Regions from separate parts of the Mus musculus genome. Here regions 1, 3, 4, 5, 6 and 7 are each linked to region 2. The links are chromatin contacts, called in public promoter capture Hi-C maps. All regions are on one chromosome and are shown on one strand. Each heading gives the region's core, a stretch centred on a gene start, on an enhancer-like site or on the middle of the called end of the contact. The rest is flanking DNA. Distances are from core to core; before and after follow the strand shown. Region 1 holds the start of Syncrip (synaptotagmin binding, cytoplasmic RNA interacting protein). Region 2 holds the start of Tmed3 (transmembrane p24 trafficking protein 3). Region 3 holds the start of Zic1 (zinc finger protein of the cerebellum 1). Region 4 holds the start of Nt5e (5' nucleotidase, ecto). Region 5 overlaps Nt5e (5' nucleotidase, ecto). Region 6 holds the start of Snx14 (sorting nexin 14). Region 7 holds the start of Tbx18 (T-box18).

Region 1 (3,145 bases), core at 279-2,778, 1.2 Mb after region 2:
TCAAACTTTCTCCACCTTGTTTAACCTACGGTCTTTCTATTACCACTTTGGTTGTTTTTTCAATGCTATCATTATCCAGACTTTTGTGGTACTAACTATAATATCTTGCTGAATTAATTAAATACCATAGCAAGGATATGTTTGGTAGTATGGGATGTAGGCGGTGGATAGGCAAAGCCTTATTAAGCAGGTTTTGGATAGCAGTACTTCAGAAATATTTCCTACTTGATCCACCTGTCAACAGAAAAAAAGCTCAATTTTATGTGTCTAGGCACTTTGAAGAGTGTTTATCTAAGTTTCCTTGGACTACTTACTGGCTTATCATAGCATAAAGCTCATTTGGAAGAACAAGTAGCTTTCTAATTGTAGTTTTTTGTTTTTTTTTTCAAAGAGGATAATGCCATTTTTCATTACAGTCGCTCTGGATAAAATTAGTATCCATATCGCCTGAGATACAAACGCCTTTGTCTTGTCTTTCTTGTCCATAGTAAATGGTTACAAAGGAAATGTCACTTCACATAACATTTAATTGCCAAGATGCTTGAAAAGAAACACATTTCCCTCACAGTAGTCCTAATCACGCAGCTTTGTGCTGCTTCAAGTTGTTCAAAGTGTGCCAGGAGGAGCACTTAACTGCTTAAAAGGCCAGGGACAGAAACGGAATATTGCACAATCCAACACCACCGGGTCGGTTAAGCTTCCAAATCTGGCCTCCCTGTCATCCCCGAGCCGGAGGCACAGGGATTTCCTCGCAAACCCGCGGCGCCCCTCCCTCCGCCCAGGGTATTCGTGGAAGCGGAGGACGGCGCGCGCCGGGCCGCGGGATACCCCATTGTCTAGCAGCGGAAGCCGGGGCTCCCCGGGGTGACTCCCGAACTCCAGCCCCGCCACCGGGTGGCCCCGAGCTCCGCCGTTCCCCGTGCAGCTCCCCTCCCCCGCAGCCCCATTGTCTGCCTCGCCTCGCCCCGCCCCGGGGGACACGTGCGCCTGCAGCTTCTCCAGCGCCCAGGGCGCGGGGCGGCCGCGGCGGCGACAGCCCCAGCCCCGGCAGAGCGGGCAGCCAACGTCGGGCACCCTCGGAGCCCAGGCCGGCGGTGGGGCGGTGGGGGGCGGGGAGGGCGGGGTGGGGATATGCTTGTCTCCTGACAAAGAACGAGTGGGACACGCCGAGCCGGCGGCCCCGCCCGCGGAGCGAGAGGGAGTGTCCGCACAGAGGGCGGGTCTCTCATTCACTCGGCCCCTCGCTGTCGCCGCGGCGGAAGGGCGGGGTCTCTCCCCCCCCCCCGACCGGGAGTTAGGGGCGGGGCGAGAGGCGGGGCTCGCGGGCGCGCGTCCCGCGGCGTCGTCTGCGTCGTCACGTCAGCGCGGGAGAGAGAAAGAGCGACTCGGCAGGGACTGGGGACGGGGCCGAGAGAGAGCTAGCGAGGGAGGGCGTGAAGCCAGAGAGAGCCAGAGAGGAAGAAGGGCGGCCACTCGTGTGTGAGCGGCCGCGGACGGGAGTGGGGAAGCTGGGGGAGGAGGTGCAGGGAAGGAAGGACGAAGGCTGAGAGGACAGGGCGGCTAGCGGCCGGCGGAGGTGGCGAGGGGAGAAGGAGGAGCTGTCGGAGGGCAGGGGCTGAGCTGAGGGAGTGAGGGAGAGAAGCGGACGCGCCAGGGAGGGGAGGGAAGGGGGGTCACGCGGGGGCGCGCGCGCACCGGGAGCGCGCTCGGAGGCGAGTGGAACTGGATCGGGTTTGCTGCCAGCGGCGTGAGCTTCGGCCGCCATTTTACAACAGCTCCACTCGCGCCGGACACAGGGAGCAGCGAGCACGCGTTCCCCGCCAGCCGACCCGGTCGGACAGGATTCCTCGGCCCCAGCCCCGCGGGGAGGTAACGACCGCGGGCCCCCGGGTCCGGGAGGGGAGCTCCGTGACATTGTGGAGGGTGCTTGGGGGAGGGCGGCGCGGGGAGAAACCGGCTTTTCTGGAAAATGGATTCCAAGGGGGAGAGAAGAGCACGTTGGCCGGGGCTGCCGGAGAGTAGGCCGCGGCCGCGCCGCCACTTCCTCCTCTCCCCATGTGCAGCCGCGGCTGGGCTTTGTCTGCGGCGCTCCGGGAGGAGGCGCCTCGACAGCCCGATGGCCCGCGCGGAGCGCGAGCGGCGGACTTGGTGCTGTCGTGGCCGGCGGCGCGGGAGTGGGCGGAGAGGCGCGGGGTGCTGTCCCGCGACCGGCCGGCGGGCTTGGGCGGTGCTCGGCTCCCGCGGGCGTGTGCTTGGCGGCGGAACGCCCTCCCCGCGCGGGCTGTCGGCCTCGGCGCCGCAGCCACTGCACCGAGGGGTGCGGGAGGCTGGGGGTCGCGGGCGCCCGGGAGCGCCCGGGGCGGAGAGCCATGTGTCACGGCGGAGACGGCAGCGCTGGGGGGCGGGGAAAGCCCGTGGCCTGGCGCCGCGGCGGCCTCAGTGTTGAGGGGCGAGATGGTGCGGTTGCACGGTTCAGGGGGCTCGCACCGCGACTGCGGGTTGATGTTGGGAGGCGGTGATGACCGTCTTGGCCCGGTACTCGGTGGGTTTCCGTTGAAGGAAGTTGTAGGACATTTGAAGGCGCAGAGCACGTGTTTCTAATGGGTTCCTGGCGGCCGCAGTGGCGAGGCTGCCGCTCCGGGTGCGGAGTCGGGGGCGGGCTTTGGGGTGTGGGGGTGAAGGGTGGAGGAATTGGGTGGTGGGAAGGTGGCTTGTGTGAGCGCTTTGTTCTTCGCTGGCTGTTGTTACTGATCTATAAGCGGCAGGCGGGAAAAGCGCACTTTCTGGTTTACCTTGGAGAGAGACAAGCCCAGCGTTGCTTGCTTCACACACCTTATTCTCCGTTTTGGAACTGCTGCATGTGGCAGGCTGGGCCGGTCGCTGTGCTGATTGGGCTTCATTTGTAATAAGGTTTTTCTCAGTGAGTGTTAGCAGGTGAAGTCAGGGGTGGTGCTCAGGAAGAATCTAGTGAATCGGTCCTTCTGTACCCGAGCTCCAAAATCTGGCTTGTCAGGCGATAGTGATTTTAAGGTTTCTTTCAAGGGAGGTTCAGGCTGGCTGGTTGTAGTTAAGTGGTAGAGAAAGTAAAGATTGGGACTGTCATTGTCCTCTATTCTGTTTGAAGATCCTAGTTTAATTTTGCTTA
Region 2 (3,186 bases), core at 530-3,029:
ACTTATTTTTTTTAAAGACATGGCTACTAGTGAATATTAATTAATATAAACTATGTTGAGCTGGTTACTCAATTAATATAAATTATGTTGAGTTGAATAGTGAGATGACAGTGTGTCTGGTACATTGTTAGTGCCCGCACACTTTTAAAGCTTTCATTTCCTATTGGTTTTTAGCTTCCATGCTAAGTCCTGCTATTTATTTATTTTCCCTTGGGCATTCTCTGTTTGAGTCAGCTTCCTGGCAATGTCTATGCTGGCTTCCTCCTAATCACATTCCTTTGACTAGTGCCCCAAACGGAAAATAGCTCTCCTAAAACAATACAATAGGTACCACCTGATCACTGTCTGCTAAGGCAATAATTTATTTTTTTAAAACTCAGGCATTTTCTCTTGTCTTATATGTAGTTTGATGCTGATTCCAATTCTGCCTGCTCCAACTTAAAGAGCTGTGAAACCAGGCCTCTTCTTTTGAACCACTGCAGATTCCCCCTCCCTCCCCCACCCTCCCAACCCCCATCCCCACCACCTGGAACTTAAATGTAGCGCTTCATCTTTAACTTGTGGGAACTTCAGTTTTGTTTTGTTTTGTTTTGTTTTGTTTTTCTTCACTTGATTTTCCAGTTAGATGATTATAACTTTCACATCTTCAAATACTCTTCATTAAAAATGTTAAGAGTTGGAGGAGAGATGGCTCACTGGTTAAGAATACTTCTAGAGGACCCCAGTTTGGGTCCCAAAAGCCTTATCAAATGAGTGACAACTGCCTGCAATTCTAGCTCCAGGGGATCCAAAGCCTCTGGCCTCTTTGGAGACCTGCATTCATATATACATACTCATATACACACATGTGCATACACATAATTGAAAATAAGAAATATAAGTCAATGTTAAATAGGACAAGCAGGGAAGGAGCCCCAAGGCACACAGCTCAACACCTCTTTCACATCTAATCTAGCACAGAGATAGTACATTTTATTAATAATTATATTATGGGTGCTGCTTTCATGCACATTAGCTCCTTGATACAGGATCCAGTATGGCCAGTGGTAGTGTATGCCAATTTTATCTATGTGGTAGTATATATGAGTAGTGAAATTCTTTGTTAAAATTAAGATTCACCATATCTAATAATGTTCTACTGACAGTAAGTGTTTATGTATCAGCAAATATTATAACATGTAATGTCTCTTTGTTTATGGACTATGGTGAACATAAAATCATATATATCCTTCTTAGGGCAGTTGTCATGAATAAGACAATAAATCAACTTGTCTTTCAACACTTTTAGAAGTTAAAGGGGATGGCAGATTCTCTCTGAAAAAATTTTCAATGTGACCCGAATGCGAAAACATAATTGAAATCCTTTAGATGCTTTTATTTCCAGAAGGGAGTCTGTGTGCAAGAAAACCTGTTTTCCCCCAGTGTAGCCATGGGGTTTACTTTGTTGAACACTTCTTCACCTTAGGTAGGAGGGGGGAGTGGAGGATCCGTCGCCTCCCTTCCCTGCGGTTCCTTTCTAGTCCATCGAGTCCTCCTAACTACTGAATGTGTTCATTACGTCCGGGATTTCTCCGGAGACGTGGCAGACACTAAGTGACAGCAAGTCAGAAACAGACTAGAAGCCCAACGGTTTCCGAGTTGAAGGGACGCACTGAGAAGTACCCGAGTCCAAGAGCCGCATCAAATACAATAGCGCCTAAACTCAGTGATGCGCTTGCGCAGCGGGCGGAAAGGTTCCCCGCCCACCTCTCTGGTGTGCGGCTGCGCGCGGAGTGGCCGCCACCCGGAACCGCTGTGCTGAGCTCGCGCCACGTCTCTTCAGGGGGCCCCTCCCCTCTCCCTGCTGTCCCTGCTGTCGCTGCGCGGGAGCCTAGAGAGGACTAGGCCCGGAGCATCATGGTCCACGAGGCTCCGCACGCTTCATCCTTCCAGATGCTGCTACAGCTGCTGCTTCTGCTCCTGCTCCGGGCCGAGCCACTGCGGAGCGCTGAGCTCACCTTCGAGCTGCCGGACAACGCCAAGCAGTGCTTCCACGAAGAGGTGGAGCAGGGCGTGAAGTTCTCTCTGGATTACCAGGTGCGGCCCTAGCCGCGTCTCACTGGGGCTACTGGTGCGCCGCCATCCGGAGCGGCCAAGATTAGCCACCAAAGGCTGAGGGGGTCGGGGATAACAACCCCAGACCGGTTGACTTCTCCCTGAGAAGAAACGTTTGTATCTGCCAGAGCCCTCCCGAAGTGGGCCAGGGGCACTGGGGAGTTAGGCAGGCTACAGGTGAGCGCTCAGGATGGGGGGCCTGTTACCGCCCCCTGTCGCCCCCTGCAGAATTGACCAGAATGACCTCTCCCAGGTACCTCCAGGAACATCAGTATTAATTAGCTGGACACCCACTGGGTGGCAGTCTGACCCAACTGTCACTTTGGGCTGGGTGTCTTGCTGGTGCTGAAGTCAGCTGCATCCTTTACAGCTGGAGTTTGGGGTGACATAGTTGGAGTGATGAAGGGTTTTTTTTTTTTGAAAGGAGGGTTCAGTGCAGACTTCGAACCCTGCCAGTGTATACTTAAGGACAGTCACACACACTCCCTCCCCAGTGGTGTGGCTATGTGGCTTGCCTCTCTGCTTACCATATGGCTCAACAAAGTTAGGTCCTGCACTTTGGTCTCCATGGACAGATCTCATAGCTAACAGTTGCTTTGGTAAAGGCTCTATCCCCTAGGGTTAATGAGTAGGCATAGGGTCAGAGGGATGAATGACCACCATAAAGCAAGACCTCTAGAAATGAGGTGACACAGGCACCCCAGTTGTGTACAATGAGTAAGCCCTTCTATGGTAGACGCTCTGAAGGTTGCTTCTGCTGACAATTCCATGTATGGTGGAGTCACTGATGAGACTGCTCTCACATCTATGGACGACATACAGTGTGTGTGTGTGTGTGTGTGTGTGTGTGTGCCTGCCTCAGCACAGGCAGCCTAAGAATAAGAACAATATTCTTGGCTGGGCAGTGGTGGCGCAGGACTTTAATCCCAGCACTTGGGAGGCAGAGGCTGGTGGATCTCTGAGTTCGAGGTCAGCCTGGTTTACAGAGTTCCAGGACAGCCAGGACTATACAGGGAAACCCTGTCTCGAAGAAACAAAACAAAACAAAACAAAACAAACAAGAACAACAACAACAACCGCCCCCCCCACCCC
Region 3 (3,249 bases), core at 497-2,996, 1.7 Mb before region 2:
AAAAGCAACTACGCGCAGTTGTTGAATAGACTTTGCGCTGGGCAAAGACAGGTTAATCGAGGGCCGCATCGCGAAAACAAGCGAGTGTTGTATGTTTGCACGGAATCCAAATGTCTGCATTTTCCTAACTAAATCAAAGGGAGTGTTATTTCTTTTTCTGCTCACTCATCTGAAGGTAAGTAAATTTTCTCTGGCGATCAAAAGCCTGGTTGGCAACAAAGACCGCGCCCGCTTTTTCCACCGTCTTGTTGTGGCAAGTTGCGGAATTTCAATAACTGTGACAAGGGTGACTGATTTGTGAACTGGAAAAGGTTTGAATGTCACAAAATTTACATTGGTCCTATCTACCGGGGATTTAAATACCAAAAAAGTATTCCGGGATCTCTAGGGAGCTTTGGGAGATCCAGAGGAACAATGGCGCGTTGGGAAATTTACAGTTTTACCTGAATGAAAGGGACTGGGATGGGAATGGGAGGGCAGAGTGAGCGAGTTGGGGGTGGGAGCAAGCCACACAACGGACCAGACCGGAGGGGAAAAAAAAGGAAAAAAAAATGAGGGGAGAGGGAGATCGGCAACAAGGTTTCCAAACTGCCATTAAAAACAGAAAACAAAACCCAATCCGACAAACCTCAGGAACCAGGAAAAGTTTAAGAGATCCATCCACCTGTGTTTGGGGGTGAGTGGGCATGCAGGAAGGAAGTCTGCAAAACTGAGGCTGTGAAAGACACCAAGAAATCACGTTTCTAGGAAAGAGCTTGCCCTCGCGCTCCCGAATCTTAAATTATAAACAGGAGAGAGGCCCGTCAAAAAGGAAGCAAACTTCAAAAGAAGCAAATAACAAAAGCTTCCTTTGCTGCCCGGGGGGGGGGGGGGGGGGGGGAGGGTGGAGAAGGGGAGGGAGGGAGAAAAGAAAGTTGCTGAGTCCGGACATTCTGGAAGTGCCTTTGGGGTGTTTCTCGGCTGGTCCCCCCCCAACTGCTGCTCTCGGAGACGCCGGGGGTCTCCAGTCTTTAAACGCTCTGCAGAGGTTTGAAGGAGAGTGGCTCAGGGATGGGGAGGCAAGGGGGGAGGGGAGTGGGGAGGGAAAGAAACAGAGGGAGGGGAGAAAGGGGGACATTAGAAGGAGGGAGAGGAAAGTGTGTGGCGGGGAGGGGGGAGAACATAGAACAAGAAGCAAAACCTAGAGAAGGAGGGGTAGGAGGCAGCGAGGAAGGGGAGGGAGGGAATGAGGGAGGGAGGGAGGAAGGTAAGGAGAGGGGGAGAGACAGGGAGAGGAGGGAGAGAGAGAGAGAGAGAGAGAGAGAGAGAGAGAGAGAGAGAGAGAGAGAGAGAGAGAGAGAGAGAGGAGAGGAGAAGAGAAGAGAAGAGAAGAGAAGAGAAGATGAGAGGGAAAAGAAATCGTGGCATTTTTTTCCTTCCGTGAGAAGAGGGGGAAAAAATTTGCTAGGGGGGAAAAAAAAGTTGCTACTCCTGGCAGCCCTGTTAGTCAAAAGGGGATGTCAAGCGCTTTACAATACCTGGGATTGATGAGGCGGGCGGGCCAATGAGCAGCGCGCGGCGCCACCGCGCGCCCTTCGTTGGCGCGGCGGCCCCGGGCGGGGTGTGTGGGGGGATTGCCGCCTCACCAATCCTCGCCCGCGTCGGTCGCACGTGACCCCTCCCCCTGCTCCCATTCATCAGGGGGGGGGGGGGACGACGACGGTGTCGTCCTTTCAATTCATTTATCTGCAGGAATGATTGCTGCTATCAGTCTCGCGCTCACCGCCCGGCTGAGGAGGTGAAAGTTTCTCCCCAGGAAGATAAACCGCAAAAGACAATATTGTGCATGATTTGCGCCTTTTCTTTTCTTTTTTCTCCCCCTCCTTTTTTTTTTTTTTTCAAAAAGCAGAGAGGGGGAAAAAGGGAGAGTTGAAGGATCGAGGAGGAGAGCCTGAGAGAGAGAGAGAGAGAGAGAGAGAGAGAGAGAGAAGAGAGAGAGAGAGAGAGAGAGAGAGAGAGAGAGAGAGAGTGAGAGAGAGAGAGACTGAGACTAGTGGAGAAGTGAGGAGGGGCGCGCTGCGCGAGGAGACAGGGCGAGCAGTGGCGGCTCTGGCGTTCACATTCCTCTATGCCACAAATCCGGGAAGAAGTTTTATTGGGGGGCTGAGATGTTCTATGCCTTTCCCCGGGCAGCCTTGATTCGAGGCCCTCTCGGCAGAGACTGAGCGGCGAGAAAGTGAGAGCCCGGCCCGCGCGGTTCGAGCGGCTGGCGCTGGAGCCCGCCTTCTACCGGCCGGCAGTCATCTCTCTTGCCTGCCTTTGGCCGGGCGGGTGCCGGCTAGCGCCTGGCCGTTGCCTGCTGGCTGAGACTTCGTTAGGTGGGTCGACTCCCCCTCCCTCCTCCTCTTCTTCCTCCTCTTCCTCCGCCTCCCGTTCCTCCTCCTCCTGATCTTCCCTCCTTGGCGGGCGAGGGTGGGGGGGGGCGGGGGAGGCCGGGGCTTGCCCCGTGCAGCCACGATGCTCCTGGACGCCGGACCCCAGTATCCCGCGATTGGTGTGACCACCTTTGGTGCATCCCGGCACCACTCGGCGGGCGACGTGGCCGAGAGAGACGTGGGCCTGGGTATCAACCCGTTCGCCGACGGCATGGGCGCCTTCAAGCTCAACCCCAGTTCGCACGAACTGGCCTCGGCTGGCCAGACAGCCTTCACGTCGCAGGCTCCGGGCTACGCCGCTGCTGCGGCCCTGGGCCACCATCACCACCCCGGCCACGTCGGCTCCTACTCCAGCGCTGCTTTCAATTCTACCCGGGACTTTCTGTTCCGCAACCGGGGCTTCGGCGACGCGGCGGCGGCAGCTAGCGCCCAGCACAGTCTCTTCGCTGCTTCGGCCGGCGGCTTTGGGGGCCCACACGGCCATACGGACGCCGCGGGCCACCTCCTTTTTTCTGGGCTTCACGAGCAGGCGGCTGGCCACGCTTCGCCCAACGTGGTTAACGGGCAGATGCGGCTAGGTTTCTCCGGGGACATGTACCCACGGCCGGAACAGTACGGCCAGGTGACCAGCCCGCGATCCGAGCACTATGCTGCCCCGCAGCTTCACGGCTATGGGCCCATGAACGTGAACATGGCTGCACATCACGGGGCTGGAGCCTTCTTCCGCTATATGCGCCAACCCATCAAGCAAGAGCTTATCTGTAAATGGATCGAGCCGGAGCAGCTGGCCAACCCCAAAAAGTCGTGCAACAAAACTTTCAGCACCATGCACGAG
Region 4 (3,094 bases), core at 192-2,691, 1.4 Mb after region 2:
AACAAGCAAGGCATCACCTCCAACAGAGTGTTGGGAAGTGAGGACTAATCTCTCTCTCTCTCTCTCTCTCTCTCTCTCTCTCTCTCTCTCTCTCTCTCTCTCTCTCTCATGCTAGGCTGGCCTCTCTTTTGTAACCAAGGATGACTCTGAACTTTGGATCTTTCAACCTTTACCAGGATTGCCCTGCAAGCCTAGTTTGGGCGATGCCAGGGATCAAATCCAGGGCCTTTGGAATTCTAAGAAAGTACTCTAACAATGGAGCTGCATCCCCAGCCCCCTTATCTCTCCAGTTAGGCTCTTTCGGAATCTCTACAGCCAATCGGTTTTTATTGAGCCCCTGAAATCCCAGCTTTTCCGCGTTTGGGTTCTCTCTGACTTTTTTTTTTTTAACTTGCTCTTTTGAGGCAGTGCCTGGGAGCAACAAGAACTAACAGTTACAGAGATTATATTATTATATTATGTGCACAACAGTGCTTTGAGGTCAACATTCTTCTTCGCATTTCATAGCAGATTTGGCCACCGAGGTCTAATAAATAACTAGTATAAGGTCACAGAAAAGTAACTGACCTGTAAATCGACCTAAGGAGGTGAGCTCATTGTGCTCGGACTTCAGAGCCAATCGGATGTGTTTTCCTCCTTGGGGGCTGGTGACCTGAATAATTTTTGACCCGATTTCCTTTCAGTAAAGTAAGGATGAAGAATTGTTTGGAAGACAGAGCAGATGGGAGAGGTGGAGGAGACTGGGATGGGTCTCCAGCCCTTGATAATTTTCAGTGCTCGAGCTGAAGCACCTGTAGGCAGTAGGGTCCCTCTTCTAATTGTCTCAGTTCGCTACGGGACCCCAATAACATCAGTTTAAGAAAATAATCTAAGAGACGCCCTCACTTAGTGAATGAATCCTTAGGTGGCCTGGGTCGAGTTCCACCTGTACATCTCTGAGCACTATCAGACCACTAGCGAGTTCTCCAGCCTTTCTCTCTCTGGGTCTGGGACTCCTACCCCGGGAACTTTCTCCTTACCATAGCATCGTAGCCCAGGATGTTCATGAAGTGTGCCACTTCAAGGCCTTTGTAAACGGTGAACCAGATGGTGCCCTGGTACTGGTCTCCGGCATCCAAAAACAGCACGTTGGGTTCTTCCTTGCGGATCTGCTGCACCTTGGTAAAGAGCCGGGCCACGCCGCCCACACACAGGCTGGCGTTGAGGCACTTGGTGGAGTCATCGCTGGTCTGCTCTAGCCGGCTGTGCACGTCGTTTGTGTGCAGGATCGTGAGCTCCCAGGCACTGGCTGCGGGCCACTGTGGTAGTAGAGCGCTCAGTGCGAGAAGCAGCCACTTGGGTACCTTAGCGGCCGCGGGACGCATGGCTGGCTAGAGCGCGTTGAGCGGGTGGACTGGCCCTGAGCCCAGTGAGCACCGGCCACCGGGGCCTCTACTAAACTGCGGAGTAGAGGAGGGCGGGGCGGGGACAGACCCGCCTCTTCCAGCCCCAGGCCCTCCCGCTTGCAGACACACTCCCCGAGTCACCCGATGCGACCCTGGCACCCGAGGCACCCGGGAGCCTCTGGCCCAGCACACGCAGCCCGCAGGGAACAGAGAGGAGGTTGTTCGCCTGGTGAGCGAGCAGGTCCGAGAGGCTGGGTGCCGCAGTCCCCGGGCGGGCGGCGGTGACAACTGCAGGGGCAGCGTTCCGGATCCTCACTCTCTATTACACCGATTTCTCCAGAAGAGTGTACAGCGGCTTGTGTTGCTCGGTGGCTCGGTCGCCGAAAAAGAAGGGGCTGGGGCGGGGGGGGTGGGGGGGGGAAGGAAAGGAAGACAAACGTGGGAGTGAGAGGGGTCCAGAGCCCGCCTGAGAGGTGCGCTGGAAGGTTGCTTCGGTGGGACCGGGACACACCGGCCGAGACGCTACTTAGGTTTGAGGACGCAACCGCTCCACGTATTCGAGCTGGAATCTCAGGAGCAAAGCAATCTTTGGGACCCTCAGCGGTGGCATAGGGCCAGCTCTGAAAGCTAAGGCGGATCCTAGCGGGTAAACCTGACAGCTACTCTGGGGCGCTCCTCCCTTACCTTTTGTGGTGTGTGTGTGTTTGTGTGTGTGTGTGTTTGTGTGTGTGTGTGTGTGTGTGTGTGTTTGTGTAAAGCTTTTAGCAGTAATAGTGGGGATCCATATTTGTTATGAACAAATCATTAAATATAAATCGCCACAGCACAAATTCCCTGTCTAATGGATTAACCCCTGTGTTTGAATGAAGTATAGTCAACACGCTAGTAGTTCTGAGAAAGGAAAGAGTATTGGTGAGGTTCCCGTGTGTTCTGGTCATTATAGAAGTTATCTAATGCCCACACAATTCCAGAATGCACCAGGTCTGCATTGTTACACACACACACACACACACACACACACACACACACACACTACATTGGGGCATACCTGTAATCCTAGCACTCAGGAGACTGAGTTGAGAGTTGAAAGTATGGGGTACATAGTGAGGCCCTATCTCACCCACAACCAAGTTGCTTTTCAATTGCAATAAAATATACATCATATATACAGGATGTGCATTACCGCGTACTGTCCTAAGTTTACAGATATTTGCCATCATTCATTTCCCAGAACATTTTTATCTTTCCAAGATTGCATTGTAAACTCATTAAACAGTGACTCCCACACAACACGGTGGCAATCACCTATAATTACAGTTCTTGGGAGTCCCGGCAGGAAAACAGTCTGGTCATGTAGTGAGTTAGTGAAGCCTGCCTCAACAACAGCAGCAGCAACAACAACAACACAAACAAACTAAACTACCAACTAACCAAAACCACCTCTCCATTTCCTTCCTTTCCAGCCTCTGGCAGTCAACATTGCATTACCAGTTTGTATAGATTTGATCATTCTAAGGACCTCATAGTTGTTCTTTTCTGACGGAATTTGTTTTACTTGGTGCAATGCCTTCAAGACTCAGTGTGTCAGCATTTCCTTTCTTTCAAAAGCCAACACTTCACACTAGGTGTGTATTTGAATGCTCACATTCATAGCAGCTTATTCATAAGGTATGAAACCAGAATCAGACCAGGGTTCACGGCTGATGAAA
Region 5 (3,152 bases), core at 7-2,506, 1.3 Mb after region 2:
TTAACAAATTGCAGAAATCTGGCATTCGGCACTTTCTTGGAAATTAAAGGGAGTGGCAAGCCAGACTTCTAGCCTTGGGTCTTTTTATTTTTTTATTTTTATTTTTTTTTCCTTCCTTCCACGGCAATAGCTTAAACAGAATGTTAGAAGTTAGGAACCTGCCATCCCTGTCAGATGCCCCAATTAGCTCAGCATGCACTCTGGCAGGGAGCACCTACTCTCTAGTTCAAAAAGGTCTTGATGTTCCTTTTCTGAGAACAAAAGATACATCAAGGTTATCTCACAAAGACCTAGTCAGGAACAGCAGCTTCCTTTGTGGCTGAGGTAAAAGTGGGTCTGGCTGCTAATCTCCTCCCCCACCCAGGCTGAGTTCCCATCACCCCCCTCCCCCCACTCACTCCCCATACATTTGGCAACCCCATAAAACCACCAGCGGGGGGGGGGGGGGGGGGGGGACAATCCAGACCTTCACATTTTCCACACTGTTCCTTGCTTTCCAGCCAAAGAACTAAACATTTATTACTTTCTGCTGTACTGAGTTATTTTTCTTGGACATGTATTTCCAAGCCTACTTCTGCTCAGATTTTTACCTCTCTTAATCCCCATGATTTTATTTATTTATTTATTTAGAGGAAGCTACACCACTATCACTTTTTGTTAATGCAAGCTTGGGCTCAAAGAGATGATGTAAATAAACTGTTAGTACTGACTGAACCAGGGAACAGACTGAGCCTGGAAGAGTATCAAGCCCTTTTCACAATCTCAAGCCAGATTCCAGTGAAAGAAAAATGAATTCCTGCACGTAAAGACCTCCAACCAGCAGAGCTAAGGCAGCACAAGCTTCCAGCCTGTGAGAAGCTCAGTACTAGGGGCCCGGGGCCCGTGAGTTCTCAGGAGTTGACCAACTTCCCTTATAACAACTCTACTTGGGATTGGATCCCAACTTCAGAGCTGGGCTTTTCAATAGACTCGTTTCATCTTGGAAAGCAACCATTTGAAGACTAGCTTCCACGAACTACTGCTGTGTGCGTGCAAAATGTGGCTTTGCTCTAAAGGACGCGGTGCTGAAGCTGAGCCGGGCAGAGCCTATGTAAAAGGACGAGATCAAGTGGTCACTGGGATGAGGAAAGTCCTTGTCTGACCCAAGAAACACCCAGAGAGATCACTGCCAAGGCCACTGGTCAGACCTCTGCCCTTTGGCTGGTTCTCCAGTGTACACAGGAAACCCTGAATGTCACCAGTTCTTATCAAGCGCCTGGAAACAGTTCCTTGGAGAGTGACTCTCTGTCCTGTGCATGTGACAAATGTTAGGGTTGTTTTGGAAAGGCACGATTATCCAAAGCCCAGCTTTCTTTTCGTGGGGCTTGTGTATGTATGCGTGCGTGCGTGCGTGCGTGCGTGTGTGTGCTGGGGCAGAGGGTTAGGGGGTCTCAGTGTTTATTTCTGGATGGTCACTATATTGTAGACCAGGCTGGCCTCGGACAGTTGCCTGCTTCTGCTTCCCAAGTTCTGGGATTAAAAGTGTTTATCACTATGCTTGGCCCTGTTTTTTTTTTTTTTTTTTTTTTTTGTTTTTTTGTTTTTTTGTTTCTGCTTCTACCTCTCAGGTGCTTGAATTACTGGCCTGTGCCACATCCGCCTTGAAACCTATCTTTTAAAACTGTGGGTCATGACCCACAGTCATAAGGGAGAGTATTGTGACTGAATGGCAGGCTACTGATCATACAGTGACCAAACACCCTACCCCTGCCCGGGATGGATTTTCATCTCAGAGTAATTACCACACACTGCATCTTTTTTCTTTTTCTTTTTCCTTTTTTTTTTTTTTTTTTTTTTTTTTGAGACAGGGTTTCTCTGTATAGCCCTGGCTGTCCTGGAACTTAAGACTTCACGGTAGCCTTGGTTCTGAGCACATATGTGCACTTCGCGCTGCACATGTGTGGTCACACTGGCAGTGACAGTATTGATCAACTCTGAAAAAGCACTGAAGATGCTGAAGTATCAAATATTCAGCTAAGACTTAAGTTTCTACATAAAAATAAGCAAATCTATCTTACTAATATGCAAATTTACTTTTGTCTAAGATAAATGGTAAAAATATATACATACCAACTAATTACCTTAAAATAAGTTTCTTGCGTTGGTGAGATGGCCCAGTGGGGAGAATGCTTGAGATACAAGCCAGAGTTCTATCCCAGGAGCCCACAGTAGAGAGAGAACCAGCTCTCAAGCTAGATGTGGTGGCACGTGCCTGAAACCCCAGCATCCAGGAGATGGAAGCACAAGGACACAAGTTCAAAGTCATCCTTGGCAATCTAGCAACTTCTAGGCCAGGTATAGAACCTGATCTTTAAAAAGGTGCGGCAGGGAGCACATACCACACTGACTGAAAGGACTACGGGTAGTGGCTTCTCTCTTTCCTTGTTACTCTAATACAGCAGTGAGTCTTCTAACCCTGTCCTAGGTAAAGAACACATAGCAGTTTTAGTTCAGCTGCTCTATAATTTATTTTGTGAATTCCCACAAATTTTAATTCTGTAGTCTTAACATAATTGCTGTTCCTTAAATATATGGATAATGTGAAGTTCATACTTAGTAAATGTGTGCTTAGGTCTAGAATCAATCATACTGGAAATAAAGTAATTTGTTTTTAAAATCTGACCAGTCAAATATTTTAAAAGAGTTGTATAAACTCCAGCTTACTGGTGCACGCCTTTAATGATAGCACTTGGGAGGCAGAGGCAGGTGGATCTGAAGACAGAGGTGTGTCTGAAGCCAGCCTGGTCCACACAGCGAGACACTGCCTCAAAAAAAAAAAATTCTGTACTTAGTAACATCCATTTAGCAATACTGCACACCCGCGCCGCATGTGTTAGCCACCCAGGCTAACAAGAGAAGAATATGAAAGCAGCCAGACTGGTCAGGATACGTGAAGTTTCAGCACTTCTGAAGGCTGGCTTCAAAAGAAACACACAGTGAGGAAGCTCTAGGAACTAGAAGGGTCCAAGAGTGGGATGGGACATGGGGGCCCAAGAGTGGAGTTCTGAAGCTGTCTGCCAAGGACCAAGTCTCAGCCTTGTCTGAGAAGTGAAGTGGCTGAGGTGGAGTGGAGGTGACACTCATTCAGGGTATTGGAGAAGGATTCTGTGAGC
Region 6 (3,397 bases), core at 442-2,941, 1.3 Mb after region 2:
GCAGTGGGGTCTTGTGGAAAGATATTTAGTTAAGTTGTGCACTGATAACAATTTATGAGACAGTTAAGTCCTCATTACAACCAAAAATCCTGTTAGGGAAGAAATTCACTCTAAAACCAATATAGACAAATTGCCTAGTTCATTTTAAGTTCTGCAAAGGAATTAGACAAATGTTTCAAAGGTGTCTAATTTGAGCAGAAATGAAAAACAATCTATTAAAGGTACACTATCTTGGTTAACAAGTTCAGAAACTTAGAAGCAAAGCAATACAAAATGCAAGACAAATGACTAACCAGTTTAAATCACTTAGATTCACACTAGGCATTTTACGGTGCATGAAGATTAACATACACTTAATCCAAACGGTTTCTATTTCATTATTAGCCCCAGTCTATTTCAGTAAGGGAAGGCTATTTTGCAAATCTCGGTATCAAACCCTACACGTTTGGTAAACATTATTACTGGGTTACAGCCCTTTGGTCCTGTGATTTGTTTGAGAGTGTGTATTTGCTGTGTCCAGACTACTGATCCCTGTTGGGATTTACCGTGCTCTTTGTGGAGTTAACAGTGTAAAATTACAAAAGTGAATGTTAAGTGTGTACCTTGAAACTTCACATGAGTATATAAAGAATATATATATATAAAGAATTTGGTGACAGATGCACACTTCATGAGTGGAAATGTTACTGTCATCTAAAGATACTGCTAGTGTGTATTTAATGTTCTTTGGTACACGTTGTATTAAAGTTGGTTCTGAAGAAATTAGGAATACATGTAAATTTAAGGACAAAGACCTGAATTTCTAACAGCTGTAATGGGAAGAAAGGATGGTACATCCTGTAAAGGAAATGAGCCACTAAGGATCACCCACCTTTTCAGAATATTGAAAATATTAATGAAGCTGCACATACACTTGAGAAAACAAGGAGTTCTGTTTCCCTGTCTAGGGGAGAGAGGTGGCTTGATGGAAACTGCCAGTGTCAGAATAGCATGAAATTCTGTTTTCGCTAAGAAGCGATCCCGAGCAGGATCTTGCTTGTCTCAGCGATGTGATTATGCTGTAGTTGAAACTAGAATAGCTTACGCTCTAAGGGTAATGTTTGTAGGGTAAATTCAAACGCTTTACATGCCTGAGTTTTAGCTCCTACAAAATGCTGAATGAAATTCTAAAAGGGACTATCCAGATTCCAAGCCTGCTGTCGTCACACGCTGGGTTATGGTTAAGATCGCGGGGTGAGGTGACTCCCTCGTTGTTGGTTACGTGGCTAACATGACTTTCTTTCGGAGGTGGATTGCGGGTGGGTGGCGGGCGGGTAGGTTGTCATACGCCCCAGCTTGATCCCCTTTTAAAAAGCGGACTTGAAGGCGTCCTTTCCTCCTCTCCCTTAGGTGTGGCAACGAGAATCCGAGAGGTTGAGGCGGCAGGGTCCGCTGTATGGACTACATTTCCCAGAGGGCTCCAGGAGCCGCACGCGGCTGCTGTGCAATTAGCTTTCCCACACTCTTCTGCCAGTCTGCATTCTAGGTTTCCCTGGACTTCCGGATAAGGAAAGTGGGTGGCCGCGCCAGAACGTCAGTCCGAGCGCTCCCCAGTCCTCCCGCGGGATGGTGGCGGCGGCCTTGGGGCGGCCTTGCGTGTGGTTGGGGCGTTGGTTGCGCACGCGCGGCGAGGGTTGCGGGGCGGGGCCTTGTGCGGCTGAGTCTAGCTGTGAAGCTGGGTGGTGGGTGGCAATGTGGCTCCGCCGCCGGGGTTTGGGGGTGCCCTCCGCCTCTGCCTCTGAGGGCGGCACGTCCTCCCCTGCGTGGACTGAGATGGGGTCTTGGGTGCGGACGATCTGCGGGAGGCTGAAGCAGCGGCTGCGGCTGGACGTGGGGCGCGAGATTTGCCGTCAGTATCCGCTGTTCTGCTTTCTGCTGCTCTGCCTCAGCGTCGCCTCGCTGCTCCTCAACAGGTACCTGCTGTTGGCCCCGCGGCGGCCGCTCGAGAGCCCGCAGGCTGCTGGGCGGCGGGCAGGAGCGCACTCTGCACCGCGGTCTCGGGAAGGGCGGCCCAGGTTGCTCCCGGATATGCGGACGGGTGCGGGCCCGGGACCACGCAGCCTTCGTGGTTACCTGGCTCTCAACCTCTCCTTTTTGACCATTTCTCAATGACGAGCCTTTATCGTCTGTTTTACAATTACAATCTGTAATGCCACCTCAGTTCAGTAAAGGTGATCGGAGGGAGGTGGCTTCAAGGTTCTGTCGCAGCCTCTCCTCTTGGGGAAGCCTTCTCTCGCAACAGTACGCCCTCACACCGGCACACACCTTTGCAACCACAATTTCGTCTCTTTAAAATACTGGTTTTTGACCCAAAGTCAGAAAGCAGTGTAGTACCCATCGCAACTCTACAATATTCTGGTTTTTCTTTTTTTTCAAGATCTGTAGTTAAATTGACATTTTGAGGTCAGAAGTCTCCGCCCCTGAAGCTTGTTGTGTTTTATATTTCCAGAAGTAGTATGGGTGCAGTGATAGTAGAAAAGATGTGTACTTAAAAACATCGTCACATTCTTTTCTCTGTTTTGAACAAGCAGTCGCCTTTTATTTTGAAGTAATTCATTTGCAAGAATAACAGTGAGAAACATACACAAGAGATTTGACTTAGTAGTTTCACTAAGGCTATTTCCTGTGATTCTGACAACAGTTTTGTTGTTTTCCTTCATTTCTCGCTCTCTCTCTCTCTCTCTCTCTCTCTCTCTCGTTTCTGCCATCTTGGTGGCTTTGTAGAATTGGGGCTTAAGCGATAGATTAACAGATAGTAATTACTATGAATTACTGTCTTACAGAAAAAGTGCCCGGCTTGTGATGATGAGGTGCTTGATTGTAGGGCTGTGGGAGAAGTGAGTTCCTTTAACAGCAGACATTACTAGTTACTTAATACAGTTCTGTCCTCTGAAAGGTGTTTCAAGCTGGACTAGCAAAGCCGAGCAAAATGTAAACTATAGGATGTGAGTTTTGTCCTCAACTTTCTTCGATGGAAACTGACTAAAGTATAATTCTTCTCTAAGGTGCATCAGCCATGTGTTGGGGACAGATTGAACTAGCAATTCTGAGGTCACCAAAGTAGGAAGTCATAGAATGTAATGTGATATGTGATCTGTACTATGAATTGGTATTATGCAAAGAAGGGAGAAAATACACATACATTTTTATCTCTGAATGGTCATATTTGTGAGCAAAATTATTTTTGCATACTTCCCCCCGATTTGTTCCTATTGAATCAACTAAAGTGACATTAAACATCACAGTACTGTCCCTTTTATTTTATTATTTTATGTCTATGGGTGGTTTTTAAAGTTATTTATTTTATGTGTATGAGTACACTGTAGCTGTCTTCAGATACACTATTACAGATGGCTGT
Region 7 (3,016 bases), core at 63-2,562, 2.0 Mb after region 2:
TGAACGCATTTTTCAGGCATTTAAAAATCTGCATCCACAGCAAAGATATTACCAAGTCCTTTCTGGCCCAGGCCTTGCAGGCGCCTCTAGGCACTCGCTGCTTGGTTCAATTTCTTCCCAGCACTCCAGTCCTGAAGGAACTGCAGGTTTCTCTATCTATGATTTAAAAACAAAACCCTCCTTCCGGGGTTGATGGTACTTTCAGAGGCCATTTTCCTGAATGCCGAGGAGAAGCCAGAAGAAAGCTAGGACTGCAGTGTTTAAATGAACATCGAATAAAGGAGGCAAAGCAAAATGAAACAAAACGAATCGTCCCTGGCCTATTTTATACTAAAGATTTGTGCACATAGTGAATTTTATTCTACAAGTGATTTTTTTTATTATCCCCATCAAACCCACATCCTGTTAATCCTAAGAAAATGTTGAGTTTAAACAACAGAACTGCACATACATGTTTGCGATCGTTCAATTCTAGAGTTCTGCTTTCTTTTGAATTTATTTTAAAGAAACACGCCGATTAAAAAAAAAAACCAATATGAATACGAAGCTACTTTTAACATACAGAACTTTCAAAAAACATACAGAAATTCATAAAACATGGTTTACTTTGTGAAGTTTTGAAGTTAAACCTATATCATTAAAGACAAACAGAATTAAAATCCCAGGACCTACGTTTTAAAATAATTAGTCCTAAATAAAAGGAGACACCTTTCCTGAATCGGTTATATGAAGGTCTGAGAGATATTACAATGATTAATTTTTAAATCTAAAAAATATCAAATATGCGTAAACTCATCTCACGTAAGAAAAAAATCTTCGGAGTAAGATTCAAGCCCGTGGTCATTCTCTCCATACAGTGGGCATCAATAGATGCAGGAATGTTTAAGTGAGAAACAACAAACTGTTGGCTGTAAGTTCCTGCCTCCTCCAAATGTACTTCTTAGCCCCATGGACAGGGATGAGAGACCGGAGATTTAAGGGTCCTTGAAAGATCCTCTATACTACTAGTTACGGATCTCTTTTCTCGGTTAAACCCTGAGGCTCAGCCTTTCCTGGTCCTGATAAGAAAAGCCTGAGAAGCGACTGGGTTGGCGGGTGTCAGCAAAAGAGGGTTCAGCTTTCTAGAGACTGGCAGAGACGAGCCAGATGGCGGCGCTTTTCGGTCTGAGATTTTCCGACCTTGTAAGGAAGTGGGCGCGGGCTGAGCGGAGTTAGATTCTCCTGATTGGTAAACCGTTTCGGTGATGGACAGCTCCATAGGACCCTCCCCCGCCGCTTTATTGACACTAATGAGCAAGTTCTTCCCACCGCTCTCCTGCCTTGAAGTGCTGACAGATCAAGGCAACAAATTTCAATTACAATCCCTAATTTGTGTCCGCAGAGTGTTTTTTTTTTCCCCGTGTTAGTCCTCTCGGGCTCATCAGTCGAGGCAGATCTTGGAGCAGCAGGAGGAGGTGGAGGGTTTGGGAGTCAAGAAGTGCATCATTGAACTCGAGGGAGAGACAGAGGGAAGGAAACTTGGCGGCCGCGTTCCTGCTTCCTCGGATCCCAACGCCAGAGAAAGAGGAAACGGCAAATTTGTTTTTGCCCGCAGCTAGGAAGGGGACAGATCTCGGGAGGCATCGGGAGCTGCGGAGCGTTTGGTGGGGGGCCAGGAGGGCGAGCGCGTGCGTGCGCCCCAGCCGCGAGTATATGAGAGAGGGGCGAGCGGGCTCGGGGAGGCGGGGATGGCGGAGAAGCGGAGGGGCTCACCGTGCAGCATGCTAAGCCTCAAGGCGCACGCCTTCTCTGTGGAGGCACTGATCGGCGCCGAGAAGCAGCAACAGCTTCAAAAGAAGCGGAGAAAGCTGGCCACGGAAGAGGCGGCGGGGGCGGTGGAAGACGCAGGCTGCAGCCGTAGCGGAGGCGCGGGGGAGCACGGCTGCTCGGAGGCCGACGAAGAAGCGGCTGCCCCGCCGCCGGCAGCCGGGGCGGCGTCCGGGCCAGCGCGGAGCTGCGCGGACGCGGAGCGGAGCTGTGGCTCCCGCGGAGCGGCGGGTGAGTCGATCGATCCCTTCCTGCCCCAGCGGCTTCCCGGTGCGTCTCCGCCCGGCTCCCGCGAACCTGAGCTTCGGTGAGGCAGCGCTAGCGCCCGCTCCTCCCGGGCCTCCGCCGCCGAGCCCCGGGGGCAGGCGTTGAGCCGTCGGCCCCGCACACCGTCCATCCGCGGCTCTCTGCCCGGCTCGGCGGGCTGCCGCCGTCCTCGCCTCTGCGCCGGGAGGGTTCGAGCCCAGGGCTGCCGCTGCTTTTCACTTCTCTAAGTTTTAGGGGCCCCCGGGGCGCGTGCGGGAGGGCGCGGGCTAAAAGCGCGGAAAAGGGCTCGGACGCCCAGAAGTTGGGTGCGCCAACCGGGGAGGCGGCGGCGAGCTCGCCCACACTCTCTGCCCTTCTGAACGCGGAGCGCTACTCCTCCGGAGCCCAGGGCGCCTCGGGGCGGGCTTTTAGCTCTCTTCTATCCGCTGTGCTGCGGGGCCCGGAGAGCCAGCAGCCCGGAGGATTGCCTGGAGCGGGGTTTGGGGAAGTTCTCAGAAAGTGCCTCGCGCGAGGCCCAGAGGCCCGGCGGCCTCCTGGGGCGGAGGGAGGAAGGGGTGACCGGAGCAGATCCCGGCAGCGGCCGCAGTGAGATCTGCGCCCAGGGACAGTGAGCTCGGGGACAGGTCTCAGGCCCACAAGGCGGGGCGCATGGGGAGTTTGCGGGCCTGGCTCTGGGACATAGGAACTCGGTGGGACCCTAAAGGCCTCAAGGCAACTCCGATCGCCCCGCGCGGCAGGACTGCGGGCAGCTGTCCTAGGGCCTGGCCCTGAGATGATCCTCAAGGCCGGATCGCCCCCTCACTGCTTCCCCGTCTCTACCCTCTGCTGTCCAGGCAGCTGTGAGGATGGCTTCCTGCAGGGCGCCTCCCCGTTGGCATCCCCGGGAGGCTCCCCGAAAGGGTCTCCCGTACCTGGCTTGGCACGACCGGGGACCCCGCTGCCC

The links. Promoter capture Hi-C pulls out the DNA fragments that hold promoters and counts their contacts.
Region 1: a promoter capture Hi-C map of pre-B cells shows a contact between it and region 2. The contact joins the promoter of Syncrip here to the promoter of Tmed3 in region 2. A contact is called at or near these places in 11 of 39 promoter capture datasets (the C10 cell line, cranial neural crest, embryonic stem cells and 6 more), 1 of 484 Hi-C or Micro-C datasets (CD4 T cells) and 2 of 115 datasets of contacts at active chromatin or transcription factors (astrocytes and embryonic forebrain).
Region 3: a promoter capture Hi-C map of erythroid cells shows a contact between it and region 2, with 4 times the contacts expected there. The contact joins the promoter of Zic1 here to the promoter of Tmed3 in region 2. A contact is called at or near these places in 3 of 39 promoter capture datasets (embryonic stem cells, erythroid cells and frontonasal cranial neural crest), 1 of 115 datasets of contacts at active chromatin or transcription factors (astrocytes) and 1 of 9 other capture datasets (embryonic stem cells).
Region 4: a promoter capture Hi-C map of liver shows a contact between it and region 2, with 5 times the contacts expected there. The contact joins the promoter of Nt5e here to the promoter of Tmed3 in region 2. A contact is called at or near these places in 2 of 39 promoter capture datasets (hippocampal neurons and liver) and 1 of 115 datasets of contacts at active chromatin or transcription factors (astrocytes).
Region 5: a contact with region 2 is called in a promoter capture Hi-C map of liver, with 2.2 times the contacts expected there. The contact joins the enhancer-like site here to the promoter of Tmed3 in region 2. A contact is called at or near these places in 5 of 39 promoter capture datasets (cranial neural crest, embryonic stem cells, liver and 1 more) and 1 of 115 datasets of contacts at active chromatin or transcription factors (astrocytes).
Region 6: a promoter capture Hi-C map of pre-B cells shows a contact between it and region 2. The contact joins the promoter of Snx14 here to the promoter of Tmed3 in region 2. A contact is called at or near these places in 6 of 39 promoter capture datasets (the C10 cell line, cranial neural crest, hippocampal neurons and 2 more), 1 of 484 Hi-C or Micro-C datasets (B cells), 2 of 115 datasets of contacts at active chromatin or transcription factors (large pre-B cells and pro-B cells) and 1 of 9 other capture datasets (liver).
Region 7: a contact with region 2 is called in a promoter capture Hi-C map of erythroid cells, with 4 times the contacts expected there. The contact joins the promoter of Tbx18 here to the promoter of Tmed3 in region 2. A contact is called at or near these places in 3 of 39 promoter capture datasets (cranial neural crest, embryonic stem cells and erythroid cells) and 2 of 115 datasets of contacts at active chromatin or transcription factors (astrocytes and embryonic stem cells).

Annotation. Positions count from the first base shown.
Region 1 is chr9:88,480,780-88,483,924 of GRCm38.p6, reverse strand. Syncrip (synaptotagmin binding, cytoplasmic RNA interacting protein) reads left to right here and starts at 1,528. Exons shown (of 11, transcript NM_019666.2): 1 at 1,528-1,869.
Region 2 is chr9:89,703,636-89,706,821 of GRCm38.p6, reverse strand. It overlaps Tmed3 (transmembrane p24 trafficking protein 3), which reads left to right and starts at 1,779. Exons shown (of 3, transcript NM_025360.2): 1 at 1,779-2,076. The coding sequence starts at 1,897.
Region 3 is chr9:91,364,265-91,367,513 of GRCm38.p6, reverse strand. It overlaps Zic1 (zinc finger protein of the cerebellum 1), which reads left to right and starts at 1,746. Exons shown (of 3, transcript NM_009573.4): 1 at 1,746-3,249. The coding sequence starts at 2,497. It also overlaps a transcript of Zic4 not described here.
Region 4 is chr9:88,325,956-88,329,049 of GRCm38.p6, reverse strand. It overlaps Nt5e (5' nucleotidase, ecto), which reads right to left and starts at 1,441. Exons shown (of 9, transcript NM_011851.4): 1 at 1,020-1,441. The coding sequence starts at 1,364.
Region 5 is chr9:88,359,440-88,362,591 of GRCm38.p6, reverse strand. All of the region lies in intron 3 of Nt5e (5' nucleotidase, ecto), which reads right to left. Among named protein-coding and RNA genes, the nearest start is that of Nt5e, 33 kb to the right of the region's middle. Within about 2 kb of position 1,256, at least 67 of the 459 cell types and tissues checked have an H3K27ac peak or open chromatin away from gene starts, as enhancers often do. A contact at or near this core is called in astrocytes and liver, where this site is marked.
Region 6 is chr9:88,437,223-88,440,619 of GRCm38.p6, reverse strand. It overlaps Snx14 (sorting nexin 14), which reads left to right and starts at 1,691. Exons shown (of 29, transcript NM_001359958.2): 1 at 1,691-1,952. The coding sequence starts at 1,813.
Region 7 is chr9:87,729,556-87,732,571 of GRCm38.p6, reverse strand. It overlaps Tbx18 (T-box18), which reads left to right and starts at 1,312. Exons shown (of 8, transcript NM_023814.4): 1 at 1,312-2,037; 2 at 2,907-3,016. The coding sequence starts at 1,728.